Regions from separate parts of the Gossypium hirsutum genome. Here region 1 is linked to region 2. A link is a contact called in public Hi-C data. All regions are on one chromosome and are shown on one strand. Each heading gives the region's core, a stretch centred on a gene start, on an enhancer-like site or on the middle of the called end of the contact. The rest is flanking DNA. Distances are from core to core; before and after follow the strand shown.

Evidence for each region. A called contact is a pair of places that touch in the nucleus more often than the background predicts.
Region 1: a contact with region 2 is called in a Hi-C map of leaf, with 3 times the contacts expected there. The contact joins the enhancer-like site here to the promoter of LOC107926782 in region 2. A contact is called at or near these places in 6 of 34 Hi-C or Micro-C datasets (all in leaf).

Annotation. Positions count from the first base shown.
Region 1 is chrD11:58,162,623-58,167,555 of Gossypium_hirsutum_v2.1, reverse strand. No RefSeq gene overlaps it. Among protein-coding and RNA genes, the nearest start is that of LOC107926839, 18 kb to the left of the region's middle. Within about 2 kb of position 2,720, at least 1 of the 9 cell types and tissues checked has an H3K27ac peak or open chromatin away from gene starts, as enhancers often do. A contact at or near this core is called in leaf, where this site is marked.
Region 2 is chrD11:58,031,280-58,035,903 of Gossypium_hirsutum_v2.1, reverse strand. It overlaps LOC107926782, which reads left to right and starts at 2,701. Exons shown (of 1, transcript XM_016857709.2): 1 at 2,701-4,491. The coding sequence starts at 3,379. The coding sequence ends at 4,287.

The DNA of each region.
Region 1 (4,933 bases), core at 1,471-3,970, 130 kb before region 2:
GTGTTATATTTTCACAATAACGAAATTAGAAATTTTGAGGCATTACATCCCATGGTTCAAAAGTTTGAGCTGGAAAGGTTAATCAAGGAGATGCTTCAAGCGAGTATCATTAGAGATAGTTGTAGTCCTTTTTCCTCTCTAGTGGTGATGGTTAAGAAAAAAGACGGGGGATGGAGACTTTGTGTAGATTATAAACAACTCAACCGGTTGACTGTGGAGGCAGTTTTCCAATACCAATCATCGAGGAGCTCTTTGACAGGTTAGGCCAAGCTAGGATATTTTCCAAGCTTGATTTGCAAGCGGGATACCATCAAATCAGAATGTTTGAATCTGACATTCCTAAAACATCTTTTTAAACTTATGAGGGACAATATGAGTTCTTGGTGATCCCTTTTGGCCTTACCAATGCTCCCTCCACATTTTAAAATTTGATGATATTTTGGTCTTCTCAACCAATTAGAGGGATCATTTGACACATATTCGTAATGCCTTCTTGATCATGAGACACCATAGACTCTTTGTTTGAAGAAACAAGTGCTGCTTTGGAATAGAACAAGTAGAGTATTTAAGGTATGTCATTTCTCGAGGGACTGTTTCCATTGATGAATCCAAGGTGGCGTGTGTTGCAAATTGGCCTTTTCCTACCACTGTGAAGGAATTTAAAGGGTTCTTGGGACTTTTAGGGTACTGTAGGCAATTTATTAAGGATCATGGTATCCTGGCAAGGCCCTTAACAGATTTGCTTAAAAGAATGCTTAGGATTGTACGAAATAGGCTACTTGAGCTTTTCAGTAGTTGAAAACATCCTTATGCTCTGCCTTGTACTTGTTCTTCCCAACTTTCAGCTAGAGTTTTGTATTGATACGGATGCCTCCAGTTTTGGGGTAGGGTTTTTCTTTAGCAGTTGGGCAAACCGATGGCCTATTTTAGCAAAGGATCGGCATGGAACATTAAGCCTTATCAGTCTACGAAATAGAAATGATGGCTGCTCGTTTAGCGGTTAAGAAATGGCATTATTACTTGATAGGGAGACATTTTAAAATTCGTATGAACCATTAAAGCTTAAAATTCTTGACTGAGAAGATGGAAGTTACACCCTTTCAACAAAAATGGGTTCCTAAGATGACTAGCTTTTATTGAGGTATTATATCGAAATGGGTCTGGAAACTCAGCTGCTGATGCTTTGTCCAGTTAGCCTGTTTTGCGTGATGGGCAATTGTTCCTGCTTACCTCTAGTGCTGTTAGCTCTCAACTGCTGTCTCATGTAGAAACATCTTATCAGTTGGATCCTAAACTATGGAAGTTGTGTGGTAAGGTCCAATAGTAGAACAACTCCCACCTAGAGTTTAGTTGGGATGGCATATTCCTTCGAAGGAAAGACATGATTGTGGTTAGGAATGTAGGCAGTTTGAAATAGGAACTCTTTAAGTTATTCCATGACAGTGTTCTCGATGGCCATTTGGGGGTTCATGCTACTATCAAGAGAATCAATAGTCAGTTGTATTGAAAAGGACTCACTAAGGACATCAAACAAGTGATACATGAATGCACCTCTATCAAAGAAACAAGATCGAAACTGTCACTCTTCCAGGTCTGTTATAGCCATCACCCATTCCCGAACAAGCTTGGTCTTCCATTGCTATAGATTTTATTGAAGGGCTGCCTTGCTCCAAAGGCAAAAATGTGATTCTGGTTTTCATGGACCACCTTACGAAGTACACGTATTTCATGGCTTTATCCCATCCTTACTTTGCTCTCACTGTTGTTCAAGTGTTTCTGGATAACGTGTACAAGTTACATGGCATACCCGATTCCATTAATTCTGATAGGGACAAGATTTTTGTTAGCCAGTTTTGGCAGGACTTGTTCAAGAAAGTAGGTACAAAACTCCACATTTCCACAACTTACCATCCGAAGACCAATGGAAAAACGAAAGTGCTCAATAAGTGTTTGAAAGGTTACTTATGTTGCATGACGAGAGAGAAACCATAGGACTCGGTCAACTGGTTTTCTTTAGCTGAGTGGTGGTATAACACCAGTTTCCACTCAGCTATTAAGTGTACTCCATATGAGGCCTTATATGGCCAATCTCTTCCTCTTCACACGCCATACTTAGCCGGGGTGTCTTTCGTGGCCACTATGGATAGGAGTTTGCAGTGTTGGGAGGCTGCTAGGTAGCTACTAAAATTTTATCTCAGAAAAGCTCAAGATAAAATGCGACAGCAAGCTGATAAGGATCGCACAGGTTGCGATTTTTACGAAGGGAACTGGGTTTATTTACGACTTTAGCTATACAGATAGCATTTGGTCAAAAAGGTGTTGAATAAAAAGTTGGCTCCCAAAATTTTCGAACCTTATTGGGTGGTCAGTAGGATTGGGAAGGTGGTATATAGATTCCAACTACCATAAGGATCGAGGGTCCATCCTACATTTCATATTTTGCAACTTAAGAAACATGTTGGTACTGCTCAGGTGCAACCAGCTCTTCGAGTGATGGACGACTAATGATCTTTGGCCAATGAACCTATTCGCATCATCGATGGACGAATGGTGAAATGTAGAAATGCGGCTGCAATAGAAGTTTTGGTTGAATGGACAAACTCTTTCATCAATGATGCTAATAGGGAACCTTTGAAGAAGTTGAAGATGGTCTATCCTCATTTCGATCCTTGAGGATAAGGATCCTTTCGTAGGGGAAGTAATTGTTATGGACCCATGAACCAGTTTGGGCTGAGACCAGTTGGGCTGAGATAGTGGGCCTAAGGGAATTGGTCAAACAGTGCGAAACATCAAGTTAATAAAATGGTGCGTTTTGTGCATGGCAATCTTATCGTATATTTTGTTGTTTTTTCTATTATTTTTGCTGTTATTATTTTCCCTATATTTTCACATGTAAGGGATGGAAATGTTCAAGAAGAGAATACAGTTGTAAAAATTATTCTCTCTCTCTGTTTGGTCTCTTCTTCTCTGTTCTTATTCTTCTTCAGTCTTCTAGATTTCTAGTTTGGTTTCTATCATTGTCACCACCCTTTCCCTCTTCTCTATTTCATCTTCCCACTGTCACCACCAACCCGCCACCCTAAAAAATCAAAAAAAAAAATCAACCCACAACCAACTCCCCATTCCTTCTTCTCTTTTTAATCCTCCCATTGTTGCCTCATTCGAAAATCAGAAGCCTGGTCTTCCAGCTGTTCGATGATATTGCTCAATCAAAAACCAAAAGCTGATCGTATTTTTCCGATGTGTTTCAAGCAAACCTGCTACTCTCGTAAGAATTCCTATTTCCCATTTTGCTTGATTTATTTTTGTGTAATTTCTTAGCAGTCAGACTGGATCCTTAATTTCCCAATCTGTCTACTCTTGTTATTTGGATCCTTGTAATTTTGTTGTTATTATTTTTTTAGTTTTACTAAAGCAAAAAATAATCTTATTTTATCTATCCAAATATAATATTATGATTTTATGATCATGAACAAAAAAAATTGTCGCTCCATTGTAAACTACAGCCACAACCACAACCACAACCACAATATCTTCGAGCCTGTTTTTAACCAAAGCATTTCCAGTAGAGGTTCCAATGGCTAAAGCAACAACTAAGATACTGACCCTTTGAGTTAAATTCGTTAACTCAATATAATCCTATTTTATCTCATTTTCACCATTATGTTTTATTAATGATTATCATGATCATTGTGAAAAAATAATTGTGATAAATTGCTGGTTTGAGAACAAGCAACCCGTGGCCACGTTACATATTTATCAATCCACCCAATGCCAATAAAAAGGTATCGTTAACTATTTTATTAAGCTATGAATTACACTATTTCTAGTAAAGCCATACCATACACAAGTCATGTACACAATATATTGGCTATAGACTCAATCATCTTTAGAGCATAAGTCTCCACTTTTATTAAAGCACATATGTTACATATGCATGGTCAGTGAATAACCCGAGATTTAGTTAAATTACACCATGAGTGTCACAAGTGAATTAATTCCCAAACAGATTCATAATTAATTCATCTTGGGTTTAGTATAATATATCATTCTTCCTATAAATGCATCTATGTCTCTACCCGTGGAGTCAACTGCTCCGATAGCCAAAACTAGTTATATCTTCAATTGGAATTGTAGACAACATAATAATCCTTATAAGTATTTGAATCAAATGCTCACTTTGATTCTTTTACGAGATTACAGACTCATTTAGATTATTTAATTAAGTAAGTTTTCTTTCTCGCAATGTAAACGTTCTTAAAATCCCACTTATCATTAGTTTGAACTTAGACAATCAATGATCTAATATTTGCTTGTCAAAATTTTGTTGCACACGCATTAGTAAAATAAATAAATATTAAATTAAAATATATTTAAATCACAAGATCGAACAAGAACAATATAAATTAACATATATTTATATAATAAAAAAAGAACAAAAATAAAGACTGGATTAAAATATTATACTCGTAGGTAGGTAGGAAAAATAGATTGGAAGTTGAGACCTGTTTTCACAGTTTCCTTAAGATAGATTCGACTGTTGCTTTGGTGCTGGAGAAACATTGGTCAATTGTATCTCAGGATATAACAAGAAAAAGAGCACAGTAGTAGCACGGCTACAGTGATCAACGGATAGTAGTCTTACCTTCGTCTATCACCAAAAATAGTTTGAAAAATATGTAGGGAAAAGATATCTCGAAATGTTTTTTGAAAACTTCAGTGTATCTCTTTTCATGTAGAATATTTGGTTTTAAATAAATTCAAATGGAGAACTTTTGGAAATCTTTGACTAATGGAGCCAAAATGTGTCCATGAATTAAAGAGCCATTGAAACCTAAATTAACGTTTGAATTAAAAGAGCTATTAACTATTTTTAATTCCAAACAGATAAGCTCTGCTAAGGAAAAAAATATTACGTATTGGGCTAAAATGT
Region 2 (4,624 bases), core at 1,452-3,951:
CCTAACCAGAATAAAAATGAGCCATTTTCATTAGTCTAAATGCATAATTCATCAACTCGCCTTCATATCCCATCAAACTATAACAAACTGTAACAATTCAGACAACACTTGATATTCAACTTTGACATACTAGATATCTTGATATAAATTTCACATTTTAATCCAAGCTATAAACAACTTTTTCTCAAGTCATTTCATAGTTTATCAAATTTGACTAAAACAACCAGACACTACAATAAACCTCTCATAAGATGTCTCGTATAATATCAGAGTTGTTCCGTACATTTTTTTTATTTCAGAAATATAACTATTATCACTATCCATATTGTATTAGTGATTTGATTATTCTGAATCTATTTCAGTTTAACTAACAACTTCAAATTCTTTGAAAAATTAACGGTTTAATTCTTATCTTTGTACTAAAAAACGAACATCATTCAAGGTTACCTGTGTAAAACACTACTATCGAAAATGAATTTCTTTCCAAATGTATATTAATTTTGAATCGAAGCTTTTGTCAAAAGAGTTTCCAACAAGACAAAACTTTGTTGATACTTATCTGATCAAGGAAATTTAACAATTTCTTGTAATAAATCCGTCCTTGGCAATACAATCATTGAACAAGATTCTTAACGAATCATCTGTCGAAATGTGGCTAAAAGACTTGATTTGCCAGATCCATTAATGCTGTGACAATACTAGATAATCTGAAAAGCATAATCTACACTCGTAGTGTTCATAACAGATTTTGAATGCTACCTTCAGCACATCTGCATCTTTAACTGACAACTGATAGTAACCAGATCAAAAATTTATTTTCAAGAACACTATAACACTTTTCAGCTGATCGTACACATCTTCAATACTAAACAACGAATTAAACTCGTTTTTCTTTTTATCATGACGTATTTAACTGTTGGGCTAGGAAGATGACAGTGCAAGGTAAGAGAGAGATCGAAGTATGATCTACTTGGAGAGTAACAAGAAAGGACAAGTATGGCTTGTCTGAGAATGCGGGTAAATGGGATAGTCAAAGGATCCACCAACTTAAGAAGATAAGAAAGATGAGTAAAAATATATGAGTTTGCAAATTTTGGTGAGTAAACTCGATTCAAAGGTGAAAATAGGAAGATTAAGCAGAACCTAAGTTTAAGGGGTTCACAGGTAAAAAGACAGCCTAGGCGAGTAAGTCCACCGGGGTTCACTTGGGAACAATGATAGCATAATGGTATAATTGGTAGAGTTTATCAGAAACCTATAGAGAGGAAGGACGTTTGACCAGGACTAAATAATGCCAAATAGACTGCATAGGGCTAATAGGACAAGCGTTCGATAGGGACTACCCTGGGATAGATAGTTCATCAAGAATAGCGGAGGGTAAGGATATGAAATCTGATGAATTAAGTAAACGGAAGACAACCAGTGGTAGACAATGGAATTTACATCCAAGGTTGCGAGTCAAAGGGGAAGTTAAGTTTGTTAGGTAGTAAGGGAAGTTGGGATGAGGCAGAATAAAATCTGTACCATACAGGACCGTTATCGTAAAAGAACATGCTTATGTTTCAGATAGAGAATAAGTCCGTCAACAGTAAGCCGCGGGAAAATGGGGAGGCATCGACCTCGGTGAAGAAATCTTTGAAAGGATGATCAAGGAGTTGAAATCTCTACTTAATACTTTGTTCTTTAAACTTTATGAATTATTGCAGTAGTGTCGTCTTGCATATTCTCACTAAGCTCATTTGGACTTGCAAATTTAATATTTACTCGCAGGATAAAGTTTTAACTCGAGAATCAAGTGGAGGAACCAAGCCATACATCATCAGTTTGTGGGAAGGGCGTGATTGTCTTTTTTATGTATGGAAGGGCACTCCTTAGAGGCTACACCTCGAGAATTAAATTGGATGTATTAATGTTATAGACTTAAATCAAAATGGCGAATAATGTCAGAAGAGTACCTATATAGTGAAATTGTAAGAATTCTAAAGTTTGTTTGAAGTGGGTTATGGTTGAAGTTAAATTTTGTAAAATGTGGAAATTAAAACATTTAAATAGGATAGTTAAGGAGATCTGTTAAGTTACATGTGGGTTGTGACATTCAATACTCAGACCAGTTGATTGGATTAGGTATAAGGTGTTACAGAGAGCGAAAGAAGTGCCCAGTAGAGGTTGAGATTAGTGTTGAACTGCCTGACTAGGGTTGAGATGTGACTGCAATATGAGTTGCACAGGTGGTTAATTTTGTGTTTTGGTTGAAGGAAGCTCCAGGTTAGGGTTTTTTGGGTGAGCATGAATTTCAATTGAAGAATAAGTCATGGTACGATCCACACTCACCGCACCAATTGTTGATATTGGTATTCAACAAGGAGAAGTTGGTGGTTGTTTAGAGGTTGGTTCACTTGGAACAAGTGAAGAGCTGGAGAAAGGGATTAGGGATGGAGAAATGAAGGTAGGAAGACTTAAGGGTTGTCTGGGCTATCAAGAAAAGTGCTTAAGGGGGAAGAAAATCTTTCTTTTTGTGTGATGGGATACATATAAAAGAATATCATGTTATCATGTAATACCATGTGACCGAAAATACGGATGGTGGTCCACTCCATGTAGGTCTAAATATGTCAATGTAGTGGATTCAAAGGTGCCATAAATACATATGTTTTGAAGTGACGTCTATAGATGATGCTAAAGTTACATGATACAACACATTAGACTAATGGTTCATCTCATTGTTTGAGCAGTGTTATTCTTTTGCTTTTTGTAATTACAAATAACCCAATCTTTCTCATCCAACTTCAACTTCAACTTCAACAATTTCTTCTTTCATCTCATTTTTATAGTAAATTTCTTCTTTGATCTCATTTTTCTAGTAATGGCGGAGTGTGAAGTTTCAACTGAAATAGTTGGGAAGATTTTGGAGTCAAAAGTTGGGTGAACTTTCAAAGAAGGCATCTTCCCCCTCTTTCATTTTCAAGGCGCCTCGTGAGCTGCGTCGGGTAAATGAAAGTGCCTTTGAGCCGCAAATCATCTCCATAGGCCCATACCACCACGGTAAACCTCATTTGGAAGCAATGGAAAGCCAGAAACTCCATTATTTAGATAGCACTCGCCAACAGCCCGAAGGTTTGGAACTCTACATCGACGTCTATATGTCCATAGAACAGTTTGTTTGGGATTCCTACGCGGAACATGATCTTAAGAAACGTGACGAATTTGGGGCGATTATAGTCCTCGATGGGTTGTTTGTTGTTCAACTCTTTCGCAAAGTCATGGATCCAAAATTGAGAGAAGAAAACGATGCCCTCTTCAAGCAGAATTTGAATCTATCTATTGTGGCAGAAGATTTGTTGCTGCTCGAAAAATCAACTTCCTTTTCGTGTATTAGAAATGTCCGGTAATAAGCTTGGGATTGATGGAGCAACTTTAAGAAAGGAAGCACTTATTTTCTTCTCAGAAACAGAACCACGGCAGATCGGAATGTTATATGAAGATGATCTTATCCCAATGTTATATAAAGAAGAAATTATTATCCGAAATGACGAGCATCTACTAGGCTTGGTGCACGATAATTGGATTCCACGACAACCACAACCAAAATCAGCTCCCTTCCATATAATAGAGACATCGGGCTTGGAGGAAACCAATTCGCAAACAAGTCTTTCTAAAAAAAGGCAGCAGGCCGAAGGAAATCGGAAGAAGTCTCCAGTCCGTAAAGTAAAGAGACGCGTACCACGGTTAGTCATAAGATCTGCAACGGAGCTGTCAGAGCGAGGAATCAAGTTCCGCAAAATTTCCGAATGTTGCTTGTTTAACATCCAATTTAAACGTGGAATACTTTATATTCCGACCTTGATAGTCGACCACGATACCGATCGAATGTTTCGGAACCTCATTGCTTACGAACAATTCAAACATGATATTAGCATCGTAAGGGATTATGCTAAATTCCTGGACTGCCTCATCAACTATGCCAACGATGTGGCTTTGCTATGCGACTGTGGGGTAATCGAGAATCGGCAAGGTAGCAACGAAGATGTGGCCAAAATGATTAACAAGCTTAACGAGTACGTTTATCTATGCACCGAAAACTTCCATTATTCCCCTATATTTATTGAGGTGAACAGGCACTGCGGTCGACAATTAACCTTATGGACGGTGAAACTGAGGCAGAAATATTTCAATGTCCCCTGGAGTTGGGTTCTCGCTTCCATTTCTGCTGCCACTCTCTTGCTCATACTTTCCTTTCTGCAAACTATATTCTCGGCTCTTTCTTATTTCAATCAAAGTGCAAGATGATTGTTCTTCATGCACTCATGCTTTTTATGTTTGGTTTTGGTTATTAATGTTTGGGGTTTGGCTTGTAATAATTCATTTTCGTTATGTTTTTTTCCAGTTTAGAATCAAACAAGTTTTATTCCTATATTTGTTTTTCTATTCGAGAAAATGAATGGTAAGGTGTACGTAGATTCTACAACTTGAATAGCCATTCATGCATTCCAACTTATCTAATTCAATTTGTTTAGTCTAATTGAGCCGCCTATGAGTGTTGCTGTCGAAATTAAGGGAATCTATATTTATTTTCCCACTCCTCAACTACTAAAGTCAATGTCTTTAGTTTGAAATACTGCCAATG